2 separate regions of the Ovis aries genome follow, and region 1 is linked to region 2. A link is a contact called in public Hi-C data. All regions are on one chromosome and are shown on one strand. Each heading gives the region's core, a stretch centred on a gene start, on an enhancer-like site or on the middle of the called end of the contact. The rest is flanking DNA. Distances are from core to core; before and after follow the strand shown. Region 1 overlaps LOC132658655 (a long non-coding RNA gene). Region 2 holds the start of LOC101111733 (eukaryotic translation initiation factor 2 subunit 2).

Region 1 (6,006 bases), core at 2,784-5,283, 250 kb before region 2:
AACCTCCTTTAAAAGATCTGGAGTTGCCTTTCAAGTCATAGACACATAATTTATAAGCGTTCACCCCAAGCAGGTTTCCAAAAATAGCGGAGCTGTTACACAGTCAAGGTTACCTCACCACCAAGGTCCACGAAGGTTCAGGACATGGGACTTTCCCCTGCAGAGATGAGATCTTACAACTTCTGTAGCTCTCTGGGGACCGCTCAGGCTGCTACAGGACCTGGGCTGGAAGTAGCCTTGTTTCCATGAATATCGATATCATTGAACATTCCAGGTCAAGCTGGCCTCTCCATCTCCCTTCATGCTCCTCTTTGGAAGAGGACATATGTCAGGTCATGGGCAGTGGGGAAGAGAAAAGAGCCCTTGTCTCAGTCAGGGCCCACCCACCCTGCCCTTAGTCTGGGCTGCTCACCCTCTGTGGAGGGCTCCTTTCTCTCTCTCAGGTGTGTGGGTTGGGCTCCCTGGGCCATGGAGCTGACCAGGGGAGTCAGTCATCTGCAGGTTCTATCTTCCCATCTGTACCCTACTTAGCCTGTCCCTTTCAGGGGCCCCCATGTCCCACATCACAAGCCCCTATGCTGTGGGGTATCTTGTCAGGTCCCTGAGCAATGCTGATGCCCCTCCCTTCATACCAGAGCTATCAAGTCTGGGAGAGAAGAGGATGGGGGACAGTCTGCTGGTCCAGCCTCCTCTATTTCTCAGCAGGGCGACATCTGTTCTCCTGGCCTCCTTTTGTTTTGAACCAACGAGATCCTCTTAGAATACTTGCCATGCCATGTGTCTCAATCCTTTCAGGCTGTAATTGCTAACAAATTATAGTAGACTGTGTGCCTTAAACAACAGAAATTTATATCTCACAGTTCTGAAGGTTGGGAAATCCCAGATCAAGATGCCAGCAGATTCAGTGTCTAATGAAGACCCATGTGCAGGTTCGTAGATGACTGTCTTCTTGCTGTTTTCTCTTACGGCAGAGAGAGGAGCGAATTCCTGTGTCTCTTATTAGGGCACTAATCTCATTGATCAGGGCACCATCATCACGACCTAATCACCTCCCAAAGGCTCCACCTCCAAATAACATCACATCGGGGGTTAGGGTTTCAACATGTGAACTTTTGGGAGGATGCATACATGCAGTCCATAACATCATGAGGCAGGTGGAGGGGTGTGGAGTGAAGGCACTTCATCAGAGAGTGAGGGCAGTTCAGGGCACAGATGGCTAGCAGATCACCAAGGATTGCCTCCAAGAGAGGCCATTCGTCTCTGAAGCTTAAGAGGGCAGCTGAGAATACTAGTTCAGTTAAAGGACAGCTAAATACAATCCCCAAGGGATGCTTTACCTGTTCCATTGCCTGTTTTCTTAAGATTAAAATTTTTTAAAAAAAATTTTTATTTTTTTTGGCTGCACTGGATCTTTGTTGCTGCACTGGGTCTTCATTGTGCTTGGGCTTTCTCTAGCTGTGGTGAGAGGGGATACGCTCTAGTTGAGGCTTCTCAATGCAGCAGCTTCTCTTGTTGCAGAGCATGGGCTCTGGGATGCATGGACTCAGTAGTTGCAGAGTGTGGGCTTAATTGCCTTGCAGCATGAGGAATCTGGACCAGGGATAACAACCTATGTTCCCTGCATTGGCAGGTCAGATTCTTCACCATTGAACCACCAGGGAAGTCCCCCATTGCCTGTTATGAGAGCTGGTCTAATGCTGGCCTAGCCTTGCATATGAGTGGATCTGTCCTTGGGATACCTAGTGTGTAATCGTTGATGTGTTCTGTGATGATCTTTGGGTCAGAGGATTCCAGAAGTCTGATCTGGTAACTGGACTAGTCTAGGTGTTCATCTGTGCATTTCTTCCCATGTTCAAAAGACATTTATTAAATAATTGCTATGTGCTCTTGGGAAACAATATAAAAACAAGCATTGGTTGCAGCCTTTGTGTAACTCATAGTCTTAAAGAGACTAGAGGCAAGGAAACAGGTGTATTGGCTAGCCCTTGCTGTGTTAACAAATAACTGCAAAAACCTCAGCAGCACACAATCATACGTGTTTATATTCATGGATTTGAGGGTCAGTTGGGGTGGCTCAGGTTCAGTCTATAGGTCTGTCGGTGCTGACGGGGCTCAGTCCTTGCCATAATTGTTCATTGGGGGTCCCAGGCTAAGCGACAGCAATGATCTGGCAGTAGACTCTTCTGATGATGATGGGAGTACAAAGGGGCAAGTGGAAACATGCAAGACTCCCAAGGCCCAGGCTCAGGGCTGCTGTTTGGTCTTTCTGTCCACACACTTATGGCCAATGCAAGTCACATGGCCAAACCTAAAGCCAAGGGATGGCAAAGAGCACCCTTCCATGGCTGGGCTATGGGCACAGGAAGGCAAGAACAGGGCTGATAATGTGATCTACTACCACACGGGCATGACCACGGGAGCAGACCACCGTGAGGCCTGGGAGTGGTGGTGGTAGTGGTGGGGGCACTAGGGCAGGCCAGCAGCAGGTCACAGGTCAGAGTAGGCATTAACTATGTTAGTTTTTTGGGCTGGGGAAAGCAAGATCTCCCTGAAAGGTCTGTATGGGTGCAGGTTCCCGGCTTTGGGACCTCTGGGTGCCTATGGCCATGTGATTTCCAGCATCCAGAAGGTGCCCGGGGACCTGTGTGACTGTATTCTTCAGGGCCTTGACATGTTGCATGGAGGGGAGCCCTGGATTGTCCTGCTCTTGCTCAGGGAAGGGAAGGCTCTTCTCCCTGGCCTTTCTCTTCACAGTGGGCTCTGGACAGCCAAGACTATTTTCAAAACACTGCTAAGGCCTCATTCGCCTTTTTCACTCTCACTTTCTTATGAGTGTACAGAGGAGTTTCCCACTGGCTTCATGATGGGGCAACAGATGAGTTCAGAAGGAGAAATGAGAGTTGAACCTGGGTGTCCTGCCTTGAAGGCAGATGCTTTACCATCTGAGCCACTAGGGAAGCTCTAATATAAATAACACAATTATATGATAAATAATAATTATATTATAAATAATAAATTTGTAATAAGAGAAACATTAATTCAAAGTCTATGAAACATAGAGGAAGAATTTACCCTGAAAGTGAGGAAAGAGGAAGAGAAGACAGTGGTATTTAGAAGAAATAGCTTCCCTGGGGTGTGGCCTTGAACCCCCATCTGAAAAGTCTGGAGGTGGGTTTTTACAGCTGGTCCAGTGGTTGGCCATACAGGGGCCTCACCTCCACCAGCCTTGGTTTAGGCAGGCTTCAAAATGAGAGTGCTTTTTCCACCCTTGCTTATCCAGCCCAAGCCCTGGGGCACAAGCGTGCGTGACGGGGCTTGACTTTCCCGGACAGAATTCTGGTGGCTGCTTCTGAAAAGCAAAACACAAAGGAAATAACCCCTCTGTCCTGGACGGAGCAGACCTGCCGCCTCTCCCTTTGTGGCTGCTCCCTGCTGTCTGCTTCTGAGTGACTGCTTCTTTGGCTGATGTAGTGAAACCAAGAGACGTCTTTGACCTCGGGGTATTTATAGCCAGGAAGTAGGAAAGTATCACGAGTAAAACCAGAGAGGGGAAACCATACAAGGTCCCCTGGGAAACGGTTCGAGTTTGTGTAAGCGTGTGTATGTGTGTGTGAGAACGATTTAGTCAAAGTCTTGATTAGAAGGAAGCCTGCGTGGCTAGGTCAAGTGAAAGATCAGCATCTTTTGCCTGTTCTGAACTTAGTCTCCCTATCTGTGAAATGGGACGAGTGCTTGTTCTGTGAGGCCCCTCTTGGGCACATGAGGGGGTGGAAGTGACATAATTACAAACTGCTGTCAACATGAAGTGTTCTAGAGGGCTTCCAACCCAATAAGAGAAACCACAGAATTGCTGGCTGAGAGGGAAAAATATGTTTAAACATCAACAGTTCAACTATCTGTGGCATCCCAAGCCTTCCTTCAAGTTTCTCTTGTCATGATGTAGTAACAGCTGAGAACAGTCAGCCCTGGGGATGAGGAGCTTCAGTCTGTTCGGCACAGAATGTCCTTGGCTCCCGGGCGGTTCTCAAACGGAAGCAGCTCTGAGACCTGGGAGGCCCAGCTGGGGGCAGCTCTGGGTGAGCGGCGGGCCATGCTGGTACTGGCAGAGCTGAGCCTTCGGATGGAGCTGGATGAGCAAGGAATTGAGGAGAGGAAGGAACCGGTCTCCAAGGGCCACAGAACAGCACTGTGCCCCTGCTCTTAGGAGGCTGGTGAGTACGTCTGGGCCTGACACCCTCTGATCCCCCTTGAAACCGTGTCCCCTCTTGCAGAAGTGCAATGGGGGTGACATCTGCATCAGATGATGAATCATTGCAGAGGTTCCCAGGTAGTGCTGTTGGTAAAGAATCTGCCTGACAATGCAGGAGACACCAAAGATGCAGTTTCGATCCCTGGGTCAGGAAGATCCCCTGTGATAGGAAACGGCAACCCATCCCAGTATTCTTGTCTAGAAAATTCCATGAGCAGTGGAACCTGGCAGGTTACAGTCCACTGGGTTGCAAAGAGTCAGACGCGACTGAGCATGCAAGGTCAAGGCAATCCAGCTTGGCTGTAGACGTAGTACTTGGCGTGGAGGGATGGTGACCGTATACCTTTTTGCACAGCTGGGGTGCTATTTTGAAAATAAAAGGAGGTGCTGTTAATGATTACTCTGGGTAACGAGAATAAACTGAAATGGCCTGGGTACAGGGAGCATGTGGTCACTCACCTAGAGGTCATGAGAGACACACAGCTTATCCCATGTGCTTTCCCATGGAAAGGCAGCCAGCTACTCCCCAAGGGTTAGAGAAAGAGTTCCAGTGATTCCTCCTGTGAAGGGCTTGGCCAGTTCTTGTCTTGGGTTTTCCCAGGACAACAGAAGGGTGAATGGGAGGTCTGGTTTAGAGACCCAAGCTGGAGTCCCCACAATCCCTCCCGTTTTCCCAGAGTTTCATATTTTTCAGAAACATTCACAAGATCTACCATTTGATGGGAAAATCTCACCCAACAGAGCAAGAGTGGATATGGCGGCTTGTCATTGGAGGGGTGAGGAACTAGAGGAGCATTTGAGCCCAAAGCCATCAGCCTGCGAGGAGTGAATTCATCTCCCAGTACCTGCCCGAGGGTGGTTCTCTCCACTAAGCTGCCCATCAGGACAATGGCTAAAGTCTGAATGTCTTATAATGCATTTCTACCCAACTGGTAACCTTTTTATAAAAATTACTACTTACTCATGTTTTGGCTGCACGGGATCATTGTTGCTTGCAGGCTTTCTCTAGTTGCAGAGAGAGGGGACGACTCTCTAGTTGTGCTTGGGCTTCTCATTGCGGTGGCTTTTCTTGTTGCAGAGCACGAGCTCTACAGGGCGGGCTTCAGTAGTTGCGGTGCATGGGCTTAGTTTCCCCTCGGCATGTGGAATCTTCCTGGAGCAGGGATCGAACCCATGTCCTCTACATTGACAGGCAGATTCTTAACCATTGGGCCACCAGGGAAGTCCTCGGCTGGTAACCTTTGAGAGAGTGCACAAAATCAGAAAGGACAAACCCCTGCTGTGCATGGAGCAGAGAAGCCCTTTGAGATGGAGAGGGGAGGCTAGGAGCCTGTCCAGGCTGTGCGACCAGGCCTCCACCCAGGTCTTTTGGTGTCCCTGTGGTTTTACAATGGCAGCCGAGCCCAGAACCTGTCAGTTAGAGGCCAGGAGGGCAGCTGGATGCAGAATGCATCACCCTATCCTCCACAGGAGAGGAACTTACAACCCCTGTGATTTCAGGGAACAGCAGGAAGTCAGAGCTGAAAGTGGCCTTGAGACCCACCTCCTCCAGCTTTTTAATCTAAAAGGTGAGGAAGCTGGGGGACTTCCTCCTGGTCCAGTAGTTAGGAATCTGCCTTGCAATGCAGGAGACTTAGGTTCTATTGCTGTTCAGGGAACTAAGATCCCACATGCTGAGCAGCAACTAAGTATGTACATTGTAAGTAGAGAGTTAGTGTGCTGCAACAAAAGATCCTGGGTGCTGCACATAAGGCCTG
Region 2 (6,131 bases), core at 353-2,852:
CCCAGCTTTTAATTTGAAAATACAGATTGTTACCCACTTTGGATTAACTTTTTCAGTTGTGTTTTTGTCTTTCTTTTTTTAAATTGCTCAAATATTTTTTAATGGTCGAGTTATTAACACTTGAAAATCAGATACTGCACCAAATACAGTATTTTTTTCATGGTGTTTTTTTTTTTTTTTTTTTTTTTTTTTTGAAAGAATCACTGTTATAATAACTTTAATTTATCTTGCATTTTACAGAAGTCTATGAACGATTTTAAAAAAGCACCGCCTTACCCCATCATGTTTCTCTGACAGTTGTTAAAGTAGGCAATGAGTATGTCAACAGCTTCAGCAACGGCATCTTGCAAGAATTTCAGACCAACCAGCCACACGCCAAAGAACTTGGCAGCTTTTCTATCTTGTTTTTAATACAGTGGTTTATCCACTCTGATGGTAAACCTGTCCAGCCAAATCTCCACAACACTCTTTGCAAAATCAGTGGTGATTAGCAAATTAGTTAGCTTTGGCACGGAGCTGTGCTCGCTTGCCCGTGACAGCCTGGAAGCCAGTTTTGATGCTGGCAACAGAGCATCGAGAATGACAAGTTTCGCACTGTAAGAAATAGAGTCGGGTGTCCTTTTGCAGGATTGTGTCTGGTGATCGGCACGTGTGACAGGTGACGTATTCCTTGATATATCTTCTCAAAACATTTTCTATCTGTTTCTGTTGGAATCTTCCTTTAATTACAAGTTGATTATTACCATCTATAGAACCACTTGTACCCAATTCAGCCAATAAAAATGCAAGGAGATGTTTAGGCTGACGATGTAATAGTTTACAGATATCTGTAAAGTTGACAAAAGAAGTTTTCTTGGTTCCTACTCGGACGACCTGTGGTGGTTTCATGACAAATTTCCTTTTCTCTCCAGCTACCATATCTGGATTCTTTTCCCTCATGATGTTGAACACTCGATTCAGTAGCTCTTCATATGTGTAGTCTCTTTCTGAGCCTGCCCAAGCAGGGCCTGTCTGGTTACTGAATGAGATACCATCATCTTTTTTGCTGTCTTCATCTTCTAAAGCTTCATCTTTCTCTAGTATTTCATCCTCATCAGGGAACTTGACAACCTTCTTTTTCTTCTTTTTATTGCCAAGCATAATGTCAAGATCTTCCTCTGGTTCAGCTGGTTCCTGAACATCACTTTCAATCTTAAGGTCCTTTATACCTTCTTCAGCTTCATCAATATCAAATATCTTTTTTGATTTTTTCTTCTTTTTCTTCTGATTAAAGAAATTCAAATCATCTAGATCATCAGAAGCATCTTTTTTCCTACTGTCTTCTTCATCAGCTTCTACATCTTTGTCCTCAGTTGGCTCTGGCTCCACTTCTTTTGTTTCTGAGGGCTGGGTTTCTTCTGTCTGGGCATCCCCTTCCTCATCTAACATAAAAGGCTTCTTCTTCTTCTTTTTCTTCTTGCTCATAGTAGGATCAAAAATCATCTCGTCCCCGGACATGGCTGCGGCTCGAGTGGGCTCGGCACGGACGGAAAGTCTGACGGGTCAGCCCCAGGCCCCGGCTTCAGCGCTGCTCCTGCCGACACTTCTCCCACCACCGCACTCTCATGGTGTTTTTAATAAGTGCACCTATTATTAATGCTGTGCAAATTCATGTTACCGGTCATTGTTATATTACAAACAGACTTGCATGATTAACCAGTTTGTTGTTACACTTTTTTTAAAAAATTGGAATATCTATGACTCAGATCTGACTGGTTTCTCTTATGTAAATGCACACATGCAGAAACACAGTCGCTTTTACATGCCCATAAAGACATTTGTAAAGAATTCAGTTTATTATGGTCTGTTGTATAAATGTGTATCTAGGCACTTTACTATAAACTGGAGTTTGACCTCATAGACGTTACAAGTTGATCAGTCATTTGACCTAATTTGTGGTAGCTATCTGTATGTTTTTCGATCTTTATACAGATAAGCTTTCCAAAAGATTAATAAAGAACCATCCTGCTGTTTTGAATAAGTCTCTCCAGCTGTGGAAAAGACAACCTATGGTTTCTCTGCGCTGGTGTTCAAGAGGGAGAATTTAAACAGCTTTAAAGGGCTGCATGTTGAGTTTACTCCTATTAAAAAATAAGAGTCTGACTGGCCCTTGGGTGGCCTTATAGAAGGCTTGCAGCTGGGAAAGTGTTGGTCTGGGTTATTTCTCTGGCATTCTCTGAAGTTAAAAAGTTAGCACTGGGACATGGGTTTGATTCTTTGTTGTACTGATGACAGTGCAGAGATTCTCCACAGCTGGATAAAGATGTCAGAAAGCTACTTACTGTACGTGGGCAGTATCAGATTTCAAATCCTAATATTTCAGCTGTGCTTTTAATACTCAAAATATTAGGGGATGGGGTGTTGAAGCTTTCCCCTTTTTTGCTTTAACAATTTATAGAATTTAACATGTACTGTCTTTCATGTGGCCTCACATTAAAAGTTATAAGAACGTACACATGGTTTACAACTTTATTACTAGATACCTTTCCTTGGCCACCAAGTATTTTAAAAGTGTGCCACCTTTTAACCTTTACTTTTTTTTTAAGTTGAAGGTGATACTTTTTCTATATATGATGAAACTCATGTCAACTAAAGTGAGTGTAATCTCAGATATCAACATTATTTTAAAATCACGCTATGGAAATATCACCTGCATTCTGTCATTTGTCAGATTTACAGTACTTTTTTTTTTCTTTAACTTTTAGCATTAAATAAAAATAAAATTGGGAGCACTGAACATTTTCTGAGGCCTTTTTTAATTGTTTAAAGTAAGCTTAGAGTGGCTCTTGTTTTAATCACCAGTGGCAACGTGACCAGAGGATGTGTGGGTTTGGCGTTGGGGTTTGACTGAACCAGCAGGAGAAAGGGAGGAGATAAAAGACATGGAACAAAAAGGCAACTGATGGAAGGCGGAAGAAAGCGCTAGGGACTGGGGAAAGGGCAACTGGATAGGGGAAGCAGATAAAGAGAAGAGCTGAACAAAGTACAGCCAGAGAAGCACTTGTTTACTTTGCAGCTTGCAGTTCAGCCAGCCATTCTTCAGTAGTAGATTGGGAAGAGAAGATAGTGATGACATTGAAGAGATTGTCAAGACATGGAGTTGCTCGCTGGGAAGCAGTGGAAGAAAACAGCGATGTTGGGCCAGAGAAACTTCACTGCAGACGAAAGAAAAAAGCCTACCTTTTGGAAAGCTTTAGAATAAAGTCTCGAGCCCAAGCCATGTGTGAGCTTTGTTGATGCTCTGAAACCTAAATTTATAAATGGAGATAAAAGGTGGAAAGCACCGAGATAAAGATATTTTTAACAAACTCCTGTCTACTATCACATAGTAAGAAATTTCCTAGATGTTTGCAGCTTTTACTCTTCTTATTGATTAATGGCTTGGCAGACTTCTCTACAAAGGGAACTTGTGAAACTTACTACAGTGTTTAAGATCAGGTACACGTAGACTTACTATATGTTTTAAATTAAACAGCAACAGTTAATGCATAGTTAGAGGTGGCCCAGTAACTTCGGGAGTCCATGACTATATATGCATTTTAATGAATTTTTAATTAGCCTATTTAAGGGCATTTTTAAGAAACAGTATCCTTAATAAGTTATTTCTAGATTATAATACACAATGTGATATTCCATTTAATAAGCTTAAAAGAACTGCTAAACTATGAAGTCTTCTTAAAGGTGCTAAATTTTATTTTCAGTGAAACTGAAAATAGTGCCGCTTGCAGAAGTCATTTTTATAATCTGAAAAGCGCCTCCCAAAGTAAACGGTGATGATTGCATTGTTTCCAGTGTTTTTAAAAAAAACACCAATCTGACCCCTTGATGTGGCAGATATCTTTGTTTATTCCCCAAAGCTGGGAAAAAATTGAAGGGAAAACATGGAGCTCCTTTTAATTCCTAGGCTTTTTAAGTCCCCCCATTACTCAAAGTTGTTTTACATATGATTTATAGATGGTTTTATTTGGTTAGCGAAGAGTAGAATGTTTCTCTTCCTGATTCCAAAGTGTATACGTGGAATCATTCAGAAAAATGTTCAGTCGTGTGTAGCCACTGGAAGTACTGAGTCACCCTTATTTGCTTGCCTTTTCTTCCTAGGGAACAGTGAGAGGACACGCCTTTCCTCTGTCACAGACCAAGGGCAGAGGCACCAATGAATGGAATACAGATTTACCTACTTCATCATCTGGGGTTCTAGCAATGGGGGTGGGGGGGTGGTGAGGTGGGAGTGGGGATGTTGTTTAACTCCTTCAGTGCCACTGCTTAGGCCTCTGACAGCAATAGTATTGATTACAATACAACTGGTTACAATTCAATAAAAATTATGGGTGTAACTTCTCAGATTGTCAACTATCTAGATCTTTTGCTGCAGTTTCTGTTAATAGCCTGCATTTTCCTCAAATGTTAGGAACCCCACACAGGCATTTAAAATGCACAAAAATACACAAAAAATCAATTGGTAAATTACTTCAGGAGTTGAAGATAGACAATGACTGGATTTATGGATTATATGTGGCTTTCTCTTATTAATCCTCAGATAAGACCATAATTAGGGATAGCCACACTATCCCAGTTTACCATTAACAAAATCATTTATACTCAATTTAATGGTGAAGTTTAATTCATCAGTGTTACTTGTTCCTTCCCAATGGCAATACAACTTAAAGTGCTTGATTTAATTTGAGGTATAACTTTTTAAAAAAAATTATAGAATACAAAATCTACAGATGTAGATTTCACTGGTCTTTATCACAGGATATTGCGCACTTCTCTGAGGGGCTGAGCAGCACCAATCCATGCAAGTTACAATAAAGGTACTTTAGGGCAAAAGTATACTGTAGGCAAATCATCTGGACATTGGGTCTAAAAGCTGTTCTTTTAATCTGAAAATGGGAGTAAATTCTCCTCAATAGAACAATCCTATTAGAATGGCATGAACAGTTTCTACTATAATAAAAACTTAAACACTGCTTTAAAAAGAAAATGTAGAATAGCCCTTTAAAACTCAAAACCATAGTATAGGAACTCTTCAGTGCACGTAAAATTTATCACGAAAGTCATCCTTGAAAATCCTTTTAGGAGATGATTTTTCTCCTAGGTCAGACAAGGTCTGGAGACTAGACTACAGGATTCCTAGTTTCAATTGCAAGCATCAATGTACTGGTTGATCTCATCCTTTGAATAGACTTTAGAAGCAGGATCGCATAATCTAAAGAGTCTTCTCCAGCAATTAGACAGAAGCTCTTGATACTGAGATAATACATCCTGAATAGAGTAATATGTCACATTTCAATGTTTCTAAATATAGTTTATATTTGGGGGGAAATGAACTGTGTTATATAATCTGTAGATCTCACTACTTATCACTTTTACTTACCAATTGCTATTTCATTCTTTGTATCATTACCATCTGGTAAAGTTGAGATGCCCATGAAGGGACTGCGGCATCTTGTGCAACACAAGTCACATTTTGCTGTGTACTCAGGTAGCAACTTTAGCAGACAAATATTTGGGTCGTATATTTCTCTGCCATTTAGAAAAGTTTTCCTGTGACAGTGCAAGCAGAATATTTTGCACTGTAAATGTGGCGATCTCGCCAAGAAAAACAAAAATCCTGAAACATTTCCCCGGAGCGAAGGGCCTAAATTTATTTTAATGTATGGAAAGAGTTTTTGTAACTCAAATTACTTTTATTTTTAACTCAAATTATTTTTAAGCTCAAAAATCACTGAGCTTTATTTTCCTTTATCGTAGGATTTTAAAATATTAAACCGTACCAGTGAGAGTTGTGCAGAGAAGTGAAACGTAGGAGTAAGGATTGTCTAGGACTTGAATAAATCAGCATTTCTTTATACACAGCCTTGGCCTTGGGCCCTTCATGTTCTCTACAGCGTGAGAGAGCTGCAAAGTAGAAAGAGGCTGCTGCATGCCTTAACCCAAGTTGTTACTCCAGCCTCCAAACAGCAATTTGATTAGCTTTTTTTCAGTGATAAAAGATAAAGATTTATTGTAACTCACATACAATTGAAATCAGAATTTCACAGGAGGGTCACAGTCATTAGGGAAGTTTTGGAATACTATTGTCTTAACAA

Evidence for each region. A called contact is a pair of places that touch in the nucleus more often than the background predicts.
Region 1: a Hi-C map of liver shows a contact between it and region 2, with 2.3 times the contacts expected there. The contact joins the enhancer-like site here to the promoter of LOC101111733 in region 2. A contact is called at or near these places in 3 of 16 Hi-C or Micro-C datasets (liver, mixed tissues and skin fibroblasts).

The regions. Positions count from the first base shown.
Region 1 is chr25:7,025,973-7,031,978 of ARS-UI_Ramb_v3.0, reverse strand. The region is part of intron 1 of LOC132658655 (a long non-coding RNA gene); the gene reads left to right. Among named protein-coding and RNA genes, the nearest start is that of TRNAR-CCU, 190 kb to the left of the region's middle. Within about 2 kb of position 4,033, at least 13 of the 54 cell types and tissues checked have an H3K27ac peak or open chromatin away from gene starts, as enhancers often do. A contact at or near this core is called in liver, where this site is marked.
Region 2 is chr25:6,775,238-6,781,368 of ARS-UI_Ramb_v3.0, reverse strand. It overlaps LOC101111733 (eukaryotic translation initiation factor 2 subunit 2), which reads right to left and starts at 1,602. Exons shown (of 1, transcript XM_015096963.3): 1 at 201-1,602. The coding sequence starts at 1,497. The coding sequence ends at 496. It overlaps IRF2BP2 (interferon regulatory factor 2 binding protein 2), which reads left to right. Exons shown (of 2, transcript XM_027962392.3): 2 at 1-2,776.